Regions from separate parts of the Mus musculus genome. Here regions 1 and 2 are each linked to region 3. Evidence: chromatin contacts called from public HiChIP or PLAC-seq data. All regions are on one chromosome and are shown on one strand. Each heading gives the region's core, a stretch centred on a gene start, on an enhancer-like site or on the middle of the called end of the contact. The rest is flanking DNA. Distances are from core to core; before and after follow the strand shown.

What was found. HiChIP or PLAC-seq counts read pairs in DNA pulled down with a chosen protein or histone mark.
Region 1: an H3K4me3 HiChIP or PLAC-seq map of bone marrow-derived macrophages shows a contact between it and region 3, with 11 times the contacts expected there. The contact joins the enhancer-like site here to the promoter of Atrip in region 3. A contact is called at or near these places in 14 of 39 promoter capture datasets (the 3T3-L1 cell line, 3T3-L1-derived adipocytes, HPC-7-derived erythroid cells and 10 more) and 7 of 115 datasets of contacts at active chromatin or transcription factors (the 230-238 cell line, bone marrow-derived macrophages, embryonic stem cells and 3 more).
Region 2: an H3K4me3 HiChIP or PLAC-seq map of forebrain shows a contact between it and region 3, with 6 times the contacts expected there. The contact joins the enhancer-like site here to the promoter of Atrip in region 3. A contact is called at or near these places in 13 of 39 promoter capture datasets (the 3T3-L1 cell line, the C10 cell line, the HPC-7 cell line and 9 more), 1 of 484 Hi-C or Micro-C datasets (LSK cells), 13 of 115 datasets of contacts at active chromatin or transcription factors (SST interneurons, embryonic basal ganglia, embryonic hindbrain and 9 more) and 1 of 9 other capture datasets (pancreatic islet).

The regions. Positions count from the first base shown.
Region 1 is chr9:109,962,079-109,966,495 of GRCm38.p6, forward strand. The region is part of intron 1 of Map4 (microtubule-associated protein 4); the gene reads left to right. Among named protein-coding and RNA genes, the nearest start is that of Map4, 33 kb to the left of the region's middle. Within about 2 kb of position 2,508, at least 2 of the 459 cell types and tissues checked have an H3K27ac peak or open chromatin away from gene starts, as enhancers often do. A contact at or near this core is called in bone marrow-derived macrophages and liver, where this site is marked.
Region 2 is chr9:109,893,525-109,897,944 of GRCm38.p6, forward strand. It overlaps Cdc25a (cell division cycle 25A), which reads left to right. Exons shown (of 15, transcript NM_007658.3): 15 at 1-366. Among named protein-coding and RNA genes, the nearest start is that of Mir7089, 6.1 kb to the left of the region's middle. Within about 2 kb of position 1,412, at least 145 of the 459 cell types and tissues checked have an H3K27ac peak or open chromatin away from gene starts, as enhancers often do. A contact at or near this core is called in the HPC-7 cell line, epiblast stem cells, forebrain and 3 more, where this site is marked.
Region 3 is chr9:109,072,342-109,076,327 of GRCm38.p6, forward strand. It overlaps Atrip (ATR interacting protein), which reads right to left and starts at 1,783. Exons shown (of 13, transcript NM_172774.3): 1 at 1,414-1,783; 2 at 266-396. The coding sequence starts at 1,663. It overlaps Atrip-trex1 (Atrip-Trex1 readthrough), which reads right to left and starts at 1,756. Exons shown (of 14, transcript NR_153412.1): 1 at 1,318-1,756; 2 at 266-396.

The sequences.
Region 1 (4,417 bases), core at 1,258-3,757, 890 kb after region 3:
TATTGTTAGAAGCATGGTCCTCCTCCTGTGGACAGAAGTGCATGATTAGAAGGTAGAGCTTTGACTTTGTGAGCATTATGACTGTGGTACTGTTTAATAAAATGTCCACAACCCCATCTTCCCATGACATACTTCCATATCTAATATGTCATCTTCCCATGACATACTTCTGTAGTCTAATATGTCAACAATACTTAAAAGAGTAAGAAGGGCAACTGAGTCACATTTTATGTTATCTGTTAGTCTTGGTACAAAGAGGTTTGTCTCTTTTTTTCTTTTAAAAATAATTTCTGCTATATTTCAAGAATGATTTGTTTGTATTGTTTTTAAACTTTGTGTGAGTGTGAGAGTGTGTAGCTTCTAAAGTGTACTTGTAGAAATTACAGGACACCTTTCATGAGTTCTTTTTTTGTACTTGGCTGAGGCAGGGTCTCTGAGTTGTTTCTGCTGAGCAGGTACTCCAGGCTCTTCTCTACTTTTCAACATTCTATCTTATCTCAGCTATAGGAGTACTAGGACTAGAGGTATAAGACAGCGTGTCCAGCATTATGAGTCGCAGTATTAAACTTGGATTGTCAGGCTTGGCAGCAAAGTAAGTGCCTTTACCTGCTATGGCCTGGAACTCAGAACCATCTGCTTTTACATCCTCAGTGCTGGGATTACAGTCATGACTCCATCATCTAGCGCATCAGATTTAAAAAAACAAAAAACAAACACTGGCTCCAGGGATTGAGTTTAGGGTGTCAGGCTTGTGCAGCAAGCACTCCATGGTATGGCTAAGGGGAAGTTTTTTTTTTTATTGTAGATACAAGAGAAAGAACATCCAGAGTCCAGAGAGACTTGAACATGGTTGTCAGACTGGATGTGTCTATCTTCAAGAGAGGGTATACTAGCAGGGAATAAAGAATAGAGAAAATGTAATCATCAGGGGAGGAGAGAGAGAATAGCAGGGTTCTAAAGAGAATGAGTAGCTGGAGGAAGTTTAGTTAGGGGAGGAGAGAAGGGCTAGAATGCTAGCATGGATTTTGAAATGTCTTAACTGGTGCTTGAGGAAACCCCAAGGCCAACATGGATTTGATACACTAATAGACACCACAGGTAGCCACTTGTTTCTTCAAGCAGAGGTAAGGGAAATTACTCCTTTTGGTGGATCAGAACCAGTTTGAGAAGTTCTGAGGAATACTGCCTTTTATCTAACTGCCAGAAATCCTGGTATAGTATTGCTTGAGCTATAAATAAATCAGCTTGAGTTTATTTCTGAAGATTTTTTCCTGCCTTTTAGAGTTTGGGAACTGGAGTTTTCTTTGGACGTGACAAGGCCCAGCTAAGGTAACCTTTTATAAAAACTTATTGTTGCTGGGTATGGGTGCAGAGGTAAGTAGATCTGTGAATTGGAGGCTAGCTTCGTCTACACAGTGAGTTACAGGGCAGCCAGAGCTCCATAGTGAGGTCCTTGAAATCCTGTTTCAAAAAACAAAGCCAGGGGCTGGTGAGATGGCTCAGTGGGTAAGAGCACCCGACTGCTCTTCCGAAGGTCCAGAGTTCAAATCCCAGCAACCACATGGTGGCTCACAACCATCCATAACAAGATCTGACTCCCTCTTCTGGAGTGTCTGAAGACAGCTACAGTGTACTTACATATAATAAATAAATAAATCTTTAAAAAAAAAAAAAACAAAGCTAAAAATAAAACAGAGAGGAAGTCTAAGTTACTACCTTTTTGTGTCCTTGTAACTAGTGTTGGGATGAAATGGTGGCATTTGGCCAAGCTCAGAAACTCAGGCCTGTAATCCCAGATAGTCTGGAGGCTGAGACAGGAGGATTCCAAGTTCAAGGCCTGTCTGGGATACAGAGTTAAATGGAGTCCAACCTTGGATAGCTTAGTGAGACCAAGTCTCAAAATAAAAACAAACATAAAAACAAAAGGAAAGCAGGCTGGGAAATGTAGCCCAGTAGCTCAGAGTTGCTTGCCCAGTGTGTTTAGCTTCCCAGGGGAAAGTAGCATTGGGTATTTAACTGTGAGAAGGTATTTGGAAAGAAAGTCAAGAGATTTGATTCTCTTATCAGCTAGTGGTATGGAAGTGAACCTAGAGTCTTGAAGATGGCAGGCTGTACTCTATCGATGAATTATATCCTCAGCCCTAGTAGCATACATTTTTGAGTGCTCTAAAGAGAACTTTATCACCTTTCTATTGGCAAAATGATGATTTTTCAAGATCTAAGATAAGATCATTGGAGTAGTGACTGTGGCCTTTGAAGTGTATCCAGCAGTTTCATGGACTACGAAGGGATAATCTCCTTCCTTCTCTCCTGTCTCCTTTCCTTTCTTTCTCTCTAGGAAAGATCTTGCTGAAGTTTATATCCTCTTGCCTTAGCCTCCTCAGTGCTGTTATTTTAGATGCATATACCAATATGGCCAGCTTTAAAAGTTTATTTCCTCTTTATAGCATAGTGTGGAATATTTGGCCTCTGGCCTTCTCACAATTGAGGAATTTTAGTTCCTTCTATCTCATACCACAGAGTCCTCCACTGGATCCTTTGTATTTAGTGGGTTGACTACTGTATACATGGTAGTCCAGGCCAGTCTTGAACTTCTGACTCTCCTGTCTTCCTTCCTCTAGGGTGCTAGGATTAAGGTATAGGACAGCTTGCCATGCTCTGTCTTTTATCTCCTTATGTTTTTGCTTACTTTTGAATGAGTAAAAATTCATCTATTGCACAAAATATTCTAGTGCATGTATAAGAAGTACAGTGGAATACTGAGCCTCCTTAGAGCCACTGATTGTCCATGCCCATTCAGTCTGTCTGCCCACCAGCTAAAAGGAGGACAGACCTCACACTGTCTTTTAAAGGTCAGCACTCAGACTTTCAGACCAATAGAGAAACACATTCCAATGAGAAGGCAAAGTTCTCTTTGCCTTCTGCCCACTTACAACTAAAGTTGGAGAGTCAGCAAAAGTTCTTTAGTTGATTTCAACTACTGCTTTAGGATCAATTCCATTTTTTTCTTTCTCTTTCTCTTCTCTATTGTATACAGTACAAAATTTTTGTTCATGAATATTCTTTCTCATGGAGCCACCATGTGTTGATATTAAATGTACTTTTTAAAAATTCATAGCACGAAGTAATGCTATAGTTTAATGCTGTTGTATGTAGTCTCCCTTCCTAATAAACTTGGTTCTCCACTCAACCCCCGTCCTCATACCCCCACCCCATTTTTGGAGATAGGATCTTGTTATGTAGCTTGGCTAGGCCTCAGCTCATGTCTTTCTCAGCTTCCTGAATGCTGGAATCACCAAACACTCCCATGTCCAGTGCTCCCCTGCTTTAGTTGTTTTTCTTTCATATATTGTCTATTTTAGATACCTAGTGTCCTTCGGCTTTTTAAATTCTTGAAAGGTTCATTTCGGATAGGTCATCTTCCAATTATTTCATTTAATATCTTTTTTTCTTTCATTCATTCATTCATTTATTGTTACTATATTTGTTTATGAGACAGTATTTTTCTGTGTAGGGCTCATGGCTGGCCTGGAACTCACTCTGTAGATCAGGCAGTCTTCTGAACTCAGAGATTCAGAGATACACCTACTTGTTTCTTGAGTTTGGGGATTAAACAGGTGTGTCACCACCACCCAGTTATTTAATTTCTTTTATAGTATTGTTTTTTTGGGTGCTGTGCTTCCTAGGATACTACATTAGCTTGTCAAGGCTGTGTGTGTGTGTGTGTGTGTGTGTGTGTGTGTGTGTGTACACTATATGTTCCTGATGTGGTGAATAACAGCGAAAACCATACTTAGATTGCTTGTTACTTGGTAAGTATTGGTTAAGTGAAGTTTTGTTGTTTTCCTTAAATATTTTTATTGCAAGTCTTCAATCCCAGCACTCAGAGTTAGAAACAGGTGCCTCTCTGAGTTTGAAGCTCTAACCAGGTCTATATAGTGAGTTCCAGGCCAGACAAAGCTACACAGAGAAACCTAAAAGCTGCATCATTCTCAAAAACAAAAGAAAACAAAAAAATCCTAAAACTTTCTTGTCCATATTCCCAATATCATGAAGATACTTTTCCATCTTATCCCATAGAAACTTTGCCCTTTGCTTTTAGGCCTGCCATTCACCAGGAATTGATTTTGTTTTTGATGGTGCTGGAACTCAAAATTTCCAGTTGACTCATTGACATGTTAAATAGATATATCTTCCTCTGCTGCTCTGCAGTGTCACATTTTGAATATTTTATATATATACACACACATACACACACACACACATATCTTTCCTCATGTCTTGGAAGCTTGGCCTTCAGTGGAAGACAGTAAGACCTTTAAGAGGGAGGGACAGCCTGTGTGGTTGTTACTGGTCTCAGTCTGACTCTTGCTTCCTATCTCAATGTGATCTTTTTTGTTTCCCCTATAATAAATAT
Region 2 (4,420 bases), core at 162-2,661, 820 kb after region 3:
TCTCTGCTATCTTTGCTCCATTGGGGTCTAGCCAGGTTTTTCTTAGGAAGAGTCTCCCCTCTTCCCTCTGCTTTCTATTCTGGGGGCGGGGAGGGAATCAGTGATATTGAAGATGGCTAGTTGCTTTGTTATGGGTTTGAGTTGCATTTGGCTATTAAACAAATCTTGTTTGAAAATATGTGGAGAGCAAGGGAATGAGCAGCCCCTTCCCTGGCGTGTTGAAGTATGTCCCAGTTGGTCCCTGGTCTGGTTTGTAGAGATTCTGTTAGCTGAATGCTTTCCAGGAGAATGGCTTGCAGATTGTACCAGCATAGCTAGCATTGTTAACCAACAGTTGCAGGCTCTGCAAATAAAAGTGATCTTGAACCCTTGTTCTCTGCCTAGTTCCTAATATACTCAACTGGGAGTCTCATTTGCCTTTAGGGTCCCAGGGTCACATAGCTAAATTAAGCCAGCCATATTTCTTCAAGAGGATATTAATAAAAAAAATTCAGTTTGCCTTTAGGAATAGCCGAAACAATCCCCCAAAAACAGGCGGTTGACAGGATGAAATGGCCTTCTAGGTCAGTCAGAGTCGCATGATGGGACCTATTAAAATAGTTTTCTCAGTACTCCATGTGGTCTTACAGCCTAGTCCTTGGGTTGCTAAAGGCCTGAGGATTGGCATTCAAGGCCATCCCCCACATGATAGAGAAACAACTCATGAATTATCCTCTGGCTCCCACATATAGTCTGTGGTGTGTGTGTTCATACCAAGTAAGTTTTTTAAATGTAAATTTCTTAGTACTTGGGCCAAGGTGGGAGGATATCAGATTCAGGACCGCCCTGATCTCAAAGAGATTCCAAGGCCTGGGGTGGACCTCGGTGGTAGAGGGCTGTCCAGCATCAGTTACACATGCCAGTCCCTGGGAAACAGGAGGAGAGAAACTAAAGGTGGTCTTTATCCTGACAACTGTTTTGCTTGGTATTTCAAAGGAAATATTGGGGGGAAAGTGAGGGAGGGCTATAGATAGCCAGGGTGGGTGTGAACAGTGGACTAGCCAGGTAGCCTAGATGGCTGGGGTGCCTGCTGTAGGGAAATAGCCAGGCTCTAAACATTAACTCATCCCAAGCAAACCCGAAGAGCCAGACAAGGTGAATAACTGAGGCAGAAACTGACAGCAGACGGGCCAGGACTGGTGAACTGGGATCCTGTGAGAAAACCTTAAGACCTTGGGCAAACAGAGACTCCTAGAGGTGCAGAGCCCCTGGCTGAACTAGGGCTCCCAGAACAGCACAAACAGTCCCTCCGGTGACCCTGGGAAGCCAGCCCAGCTCTCCAGTCAGCCTCTGCGAGGACTCCCCTTTGTCTTCTCAGATTTCAGTCAGCACTTTGACTGCTGCCATAGCTACACTGTGGCCACAAGATGGTGGTGGTGTACCCAGTTTAGTTCCCTCACAGAGGGCTTGCAACTCCTCCCAGGAAGGCAGCTGAGAGGTGACGCCTGGGCCTTCCTTCCTTGTAGCTCAGGTTAACTTAGTTGTTAGACCCCAGCCCCTTATGGTGTATTCGAATGACACAGTGAAGGGATCCACTTCAGTTTGCTCTTGTTAGATCACTTATTATTTCTAGTCTGTGTGAAGATGTCAGATTCCCTGGAGCTGGAGTCAGACAGTGGTGGCAGAGGTGCAACTGTTGGGAATTGAATCTAGGTTCTCTGTAAGAGCAGCCAGCGTACTCCTAACCACAGAGCTATCCAGTCCCACTTCAGCCTTTTTGATGTCTAACTCCACAAACTACCTGGGAGGCTGAAACTGACAGAATTTGGAATTTGGGGCAAGAATTTGAAATATATAGATGCTGCTCTCCTTCTTTAAAGCTTTTTCTTTTTCTTTTTTTTTTTCCAAGACAGGGTTTCTCTGTGTATCCCTGGCTGTCCTAGAACTCACTCTGTAGACCAGGCTGGCCTCGAACTCAGAAATCCGCCTGCCTCTGCCTCCCAAGTGCTGGGATTAAAGGCGTGCACCACCACGCCCGGCTTTTCTTTTTGTTAGAAGTAAATAAATTCTTAAAAAGAGAATCACTAGTCCAGATAAGTTGGAGACACCCACATTAAACAGCTTACTTGAGGTTTGGTTTGTTTCCCAGGCCTTTTGCATAGCCACTGTTTGTAGGTTTGGTGCTGATGCCGACTGCCCACGTTTTATGAATGGGAACACCCATGCTCCATTAGTTCCTGAGTTCCTCTTGTTACTCATTAACAAATGGTGGAAGTGGGAGTAGGCCTTTGCTCTCCGGTTCCAAGTCCTCGGCTCTTTCCCAACTTTCTCTTGCTTTCAACTCGTCTTCCAAAGAACTCAGCTAGTGAGCTTGTTTCTTGCCTGACCAGTACAGTATGAAAAGGAAATGTTTAGGGAATCACCAAAGGATGGCATTGCAGCTAGTCACTGGGACAGAGCTCTGTGTCAGAGTGACTCAGATCGAGCCTGAGGACTTCTGCAGCCTGGGTCAATTGAGAGACCCTGACTCAAAGAGTACAATGGAGAAAGGTTTTGAATCTTTTTTTTAATCTTCTTTTTACTGCTAAAATACTTGCACAAAGAACATTTCCTTCACCCAACATAGAACTGCAGAGTCTGGAGGACAGGTCCAAAAATTAGGGTGGGAAGATGCTCTCACCGTGTGTGTGTGTGTGTGTGTGTGTGTGTGTGTGTGTGTGTGTGTGTGTGTGTGTGTGTGTGTGTGTGTGTGTGTGTGTGTGTTTTGAGATGGTCTTTTTATGTGGTCCTAGCTAGCCTCAATTCTCTATGTAGATCAGGCTGGCCTCAAACAAAGGTCCATCTGCCTCTGCCTCCAGAGTGCAGGGATGAAAGGTGTATATCATCACGTTCAGCTTGGGCTTTTTTTTTTTTTTTTTTTTTTTTTTTTTTTTTTAATTTAGAATGATTGCCTCTGGACAACTCCAGCCATGAATTCCCATGAGACTTAGTTTTCTAACTTCTGGCTGGAAGACCCTGCTTTCCTTTCTTCTCCTTCTTGCTAGGTCATCATAGGAGAGTTCTGAATCCAGAAAGAGGTTGGACACTTGATCCAAGTTTGACATGGGAGACAAATTATCTGGGCAAAGTCTGCCTCCTGGCTACTCATGTCCCCTGAATGTCACGTCTATTTCCAGACCCAGCTGGCCGTGCCCCGGCATTTTGTTGTCCTGAGTCCCAGTTCTAGGTAGGTTTATGCCATCATTCAGCTGAAGTCCGTGCTCTGCCCTCTGGATCTTGGGACACACCCTGCTTCTCCCCTGCTATTTGCCCCATACCTATCCTGGCCCAGAGGGTAAAAAGGGCAATGCTGGTGGAAACCAAGGCACGTCACCTGCCTGGCATTTGTCAATGCCCAAACAACTGGGTGTGCAGGAAGAGGAATGGCAAGCCTTGACAGTTGCCAAGCTACATGCCTACCGTGGTAGGGAAGCTGGTCAGGCTGGGCTGAAATAGGGTGTGGTGTCTGGCATGGGGAGCCTTGTGACCTGCCTAGACATCTGGTCGGCTCAGAAGGTCCAGATGTGCTGACAGGTGGTAGACAGCCCAAAATACAGGATACTGGATATCTCATGGCCCCAGGATTTGGTGAGCAACTGAGCAGATGAGAGCATGGATGGATGGAAACTTAAGTCTTATGATCCCTAATATGCAGATAAATAATGGGCTGGCTAGAGAATTAAATGATGTACTTAGAGCAGCTCTACTAAGTACTCAAAAATCTCAGTTGATCTGAGTCCAGCAGCCAGGGTAGAATCAGTGTCTGATTCAATTTTTATCTTTGACATATCTTCAAAACAACAAACAAAAATCAAGATAACTACCAGAAATATTTCAGTGATTCTTCATGGAGTCTTTCCATTTGCAAATGAACAAACAGGCTCTGAGGAGAGGCTGTGATTCAGCATACCTGGCCAGCCCAGGCTGAGGCATGCAGTGACCGCCCGGCCTCCAGCCCGGTCTGTATTCTGCTTTACAAAGCTGGTTTTCCACTGGGCTTTCCTCCCTCCACCCTCTGCCACCCACCACCTAGTCATAGAAACCTGCTGAGACAGGAATAAGAACCACCTATTTTTATTTGCTATTTTTAAATATATTATACTGAACAACACAATGCCAATGCCGCCTCCTTTTTAGTCTTGCCTTGAGATGGTATCACAGAGTCTACTGGCCTCCTCCAACTTACCTTTGAATTTCTGGTCCTGTCTCTCCCTCCTGAGCTCAGGGATTGCAGGCATGCACGACCACACCTGACTAGTTTGGTTCCAGGCATGAAACCCAGGGTTTCCTGCATTCTAAGCTAATACTCTGCCAACTGTCCTGTATTTCCAGCCCTATTTTTGTTTAGTTTTCTGAGTCAGGGTCTTATTATGTATCCCAGTCTAGCCTGGAACCAATGGTG
Region 3 (3,986 bases), core at 533-3,032:
TCAGGCATTCTTTCCCCAACCTTCTTTCATTTCAGAGGAATAAATCTAGATGTTTGTTTTATAGTTTTTATATATTTTACACATGCTTTTTAATACCAAAATGAATGAATTAGCTGCAAATACAATAAGTTAGGGCTGGAAGGATAGCCTAACAGTAGAGTGTCTGTGTATAGCATGTGTGAAGGTAAAGTCCTGAGTTCAATTCTCAGCATTACAACCAAACAGGCAAAACAAAACACAAACAAACAACCCAAAAGTCACATACCTTTTCTTTAAGTTCTTTGTATTGTATCTGAAGTACTTCTAATTCAAAATTATCTTTAACTGGAATATCTTCTCTGCTTTTCCTTATAGGACTATTTGGTAACCCATCTAATCGGCGGACCTTATGAGCACCTGTATAAAAAGTAGTTGCCCTTAGGTTGAGCATGGTGGCACAGAACTGCAATCCCAACACTTGTGAAGTAGAGCTATGGGGATCTCAAATTCAAGGCTAGCCTTGCTAGAGATCGAGAACCTGTCTGGAAAAAATAATCCCATGTATACTGCGGGGCTCAGTATGTATCCACCTTTGTCATAAAATGCAGAAGGAGTCACTCTTGAAAGCCAAGTTGAGAAAGACCCAGGTAACAGCTCCGAGCATGGTATAAACACATAAAGAATCCTTATGGCATAGCATATCTGAATTCTCTCGCTTTATACCTCACCCACTTTCTAGACTCTCAGCTCATAGCTGAACAGAGATTGCACTGGCTGTGACTCTACCATAACTACTATTTACTACAACATGTTAGGCATAGGATCTGCTGGTTTTAAAGACTGATGGTGAACCAAATGGATACATTCCAGGGGGAGGTGGGGCTCCAGGGATGGAGTAAGGTAGAGTACCGGGTGATGTAGGGCCAAGGAAGGGGGAGGCAGCATTGCTTTGTGCCATTTCGTGGAAAGTTGCGTCTAACCACTGCCGCATATGACAGCTGGTCAGCAATGAGTGTTTTCCAATGCCTGGTTTTCCATGCAATATTGCTGGAGAGATGGAGGGCCAGCCACATTTCCAGGGATAATCCTATTTTTCAGATGCTGTAAGTGCTAAGTACATTCGCAAGGTGCCCATCAAACCCTCCTGACACTTAACTTATTCCCCAAGAGTGTAAGCTCTAAGAAGAAAAGCAGCTTTGGCATTTCTTGCCCATTGCCTGTTTGCCATGCCTAACCTTTGGGCAACTGGCATTTTTGTGTAAGACTCTCTTTCATCTCTTGCCTCTGTCAGACGCCTTCTAATGCTCTTCTGCCCAAGGGTTACAATGGGGTGCATACCATCTAAATGGGAGGCCATTTAACATTCTGGATGTCTCACCGCCAAATCAGAGGTCTGCACCACCCGCCGGGGGAAAAGGCCCCTCAGGCACTCACTGGACAGGTTCCGAGGCGCGACGGGACACTGGCTCAGGGCCTGTGACGCGAGGATGTCGAGTTCCTCTAGGTCGTCCGCAGTAAATTCCGCGTGCTCACCGAATGGGTCTTCGGGGTCCGGGACTGTGGTCTCAGAGAAGCTCCGGGCCCGCTTGCTCGGAGGGTTCTCAATGGATCGAGACAGACCGGGGAAAGGCTCCAGGCCGCCACTCTGTTTCCTGTGGCTGTTCGGTGCGGGGGTCCCGGCCATGACTACCTTCAACCCGCAGCATCCGAAGACGCCAAGCACAGCCTTGTCCACAGAAAGCCTGAGCTGGCCCAACCGCCCGCGCGCCGCCGTTCCCCTCGCCTTCCAGCGTCTCCCCAGCCTGCGGGCCAATCAGCTGCCAGCTACCGGGCACAGATGGGTGACGTGTACAGAGCGCGCCGTTACCCGGGACAGGCTCCTGCGTGTCTGGGCTCAGTACGAAGGGGTCCCCGGTGATGCCAGGGTACTACAGTGCTGTCAGGATTATCCCGGTTGCGAGATCGAGGAGCGTCTGCCCGACCACACCTGAGGCGGTTCCCCGTGGCACTGTGTAGAATACAGAGCCCTAGAGAAGCAGGCAGCGTTCAGGGGTCAGCTCTCCCTGACCTCACTCCTCGCGGCTGACCCACCTCTCTCATGTCCAGAGACTCTTTTAGGGAGGAGGCTGGGAAGAGCAGACTTGGGGAGGAGAAGGAATGCTTTTCTTCCTGGAAGCAGAGATCTTCCAGGATAACAAATGTTTCAAGTATGTATATTTGAGAAAAAAAAAAAAAAAAAAAGGCTGGGAAGGATGGTCTCGAGAACGGCGTGCCTATTCGGAACTGCTCCAACTGTTAACTTCCATTTATTTCTTGGAGAGTCTTTATGTCCTGAGCGCTGGTTGCGTAGAGACAATGAAGCTCAAGAGGTCAAGGAAGGCTCGCTGGGAGTGGTCCTTGAATTACCCAACAGATTGAGGGGGAAATAGCAAGAAAAATGGGTTAGGAGGCAGACGCATGATGTTTCTGAGAAAAATTCATCTTCGACAAGGATGCCAGGTGGATGCCTCCTCTTTGCGACAGACTTCATGGAGGAGCAATGATTTGAGTTGGGCTTGGGTGTATGACTGGCTTTTATGAGCTGAAGTGGTGGGCAGAACAGATACCAGAAATGGCGGATTAGCATTGGAAGGCAACAAGATCAAGACTTTTCTACTCCGTTTGCTCAATGCCAGACTTAGTTTGTGAACCTACCAATGTTTGCTGAGGCGTTGGGCGGAAAGGAGAGCGCTCAGGCTTAGAATGCCTTAGGCCTGCCAACCCACCCCCACCCCACCCCTGCCTCATTATTTTTTATGTGTGTTTTACCTTCATGTATGTATGTGCATCACATGCATGTATGCCTGGTGCCTACAGTGGTCAGAAGGCATTGCATCACTTAGAACTGCCTTAGTTTCTTGATTCAGCTGCTGGTAGTTTTCCCATAGCTGCCCAACATAATGTTGAATGTTCAAGTCTCCCAGCAGCCCCCCACCCCCTTTGGTTATATGTCAAGACATATAACCAAAGCTGGCCCAGAACTCCAGAATGTCCTTCCTCCCGCTGAGTGCTGGGATTATAGACATGAGTTTTTGTTTGTTTGTTTTGTTTTTGTTTTTTGTTTTTGAGATGGCCTCAAACTTCTAATCCTGTCTCAGTCTCTAAAGTGCTAGAATTGTGAGTGTGGGCTACCAGGCGTGGCTGATTGCCCAGGTTGTAATAGCTACGATCTTTGGTTCTGGAAACAGGACATTGTCAGGAGGGATTACGTTCTACCAAATAAACGAGAAGTTTTGGGGGCAGGAGGCTATGACTGCTGATAAGTATTTTCAGCAGCACCGGGCTAGGTGCCAGCTGACAAGGCCCTATGGGCTTTAAGCCCAAAGAAGATGCTTTTTGGAGATGACCAAAGCAAGCTGATTTGTTTGTTTTATATTTGGGTGTTTTGCTTCCATGTAGATCTGAGGCCAGAAGAGGGCATCAGCTCCTTTGGAACTGGAATTACAGTGAGCCATCATATGGGTGTTGGGAATTGAACCCAGAACCCCTAGAAGAGCAGTGAGTGCTATTAACTACTGAACCATTTCTCTAGTCCCCAACCCAGTGTTTTAAAATTTCAATTCTCCTGCATCAGCTGCCTGAGTGCTGAGTTTACAGGTATGCTAGCTGGTCTTCATGGTGCAGGCCTGTAACTCCAGCTACTCAGGAACTTTAGGCAGGGACATCACAAATTCAAGGCCTGGCTGGCCCTAAACTAAATCAATGTCACCATGAGCAATTTAGTGAGAGCCTGTCTCATGAAAGAAGATAATATTCTTAGGGAAAGCATACTATTGTTCCCAGTTGTATGGATAGCCTAGAAGGCAAGTCAGAAGTCCCGTGCCTCTCAACTAGGTGTCTCAGTAAATACAGACAGGGGTTGGACAGTGTTAAAGTATTTGCTTAGAATATTCAAGGCTCTGGATTTGATTTCCAGCATCCTGTTTCTCCTGAATTAGGGTTACATTGCTAGGCATGGTGGCACAAAC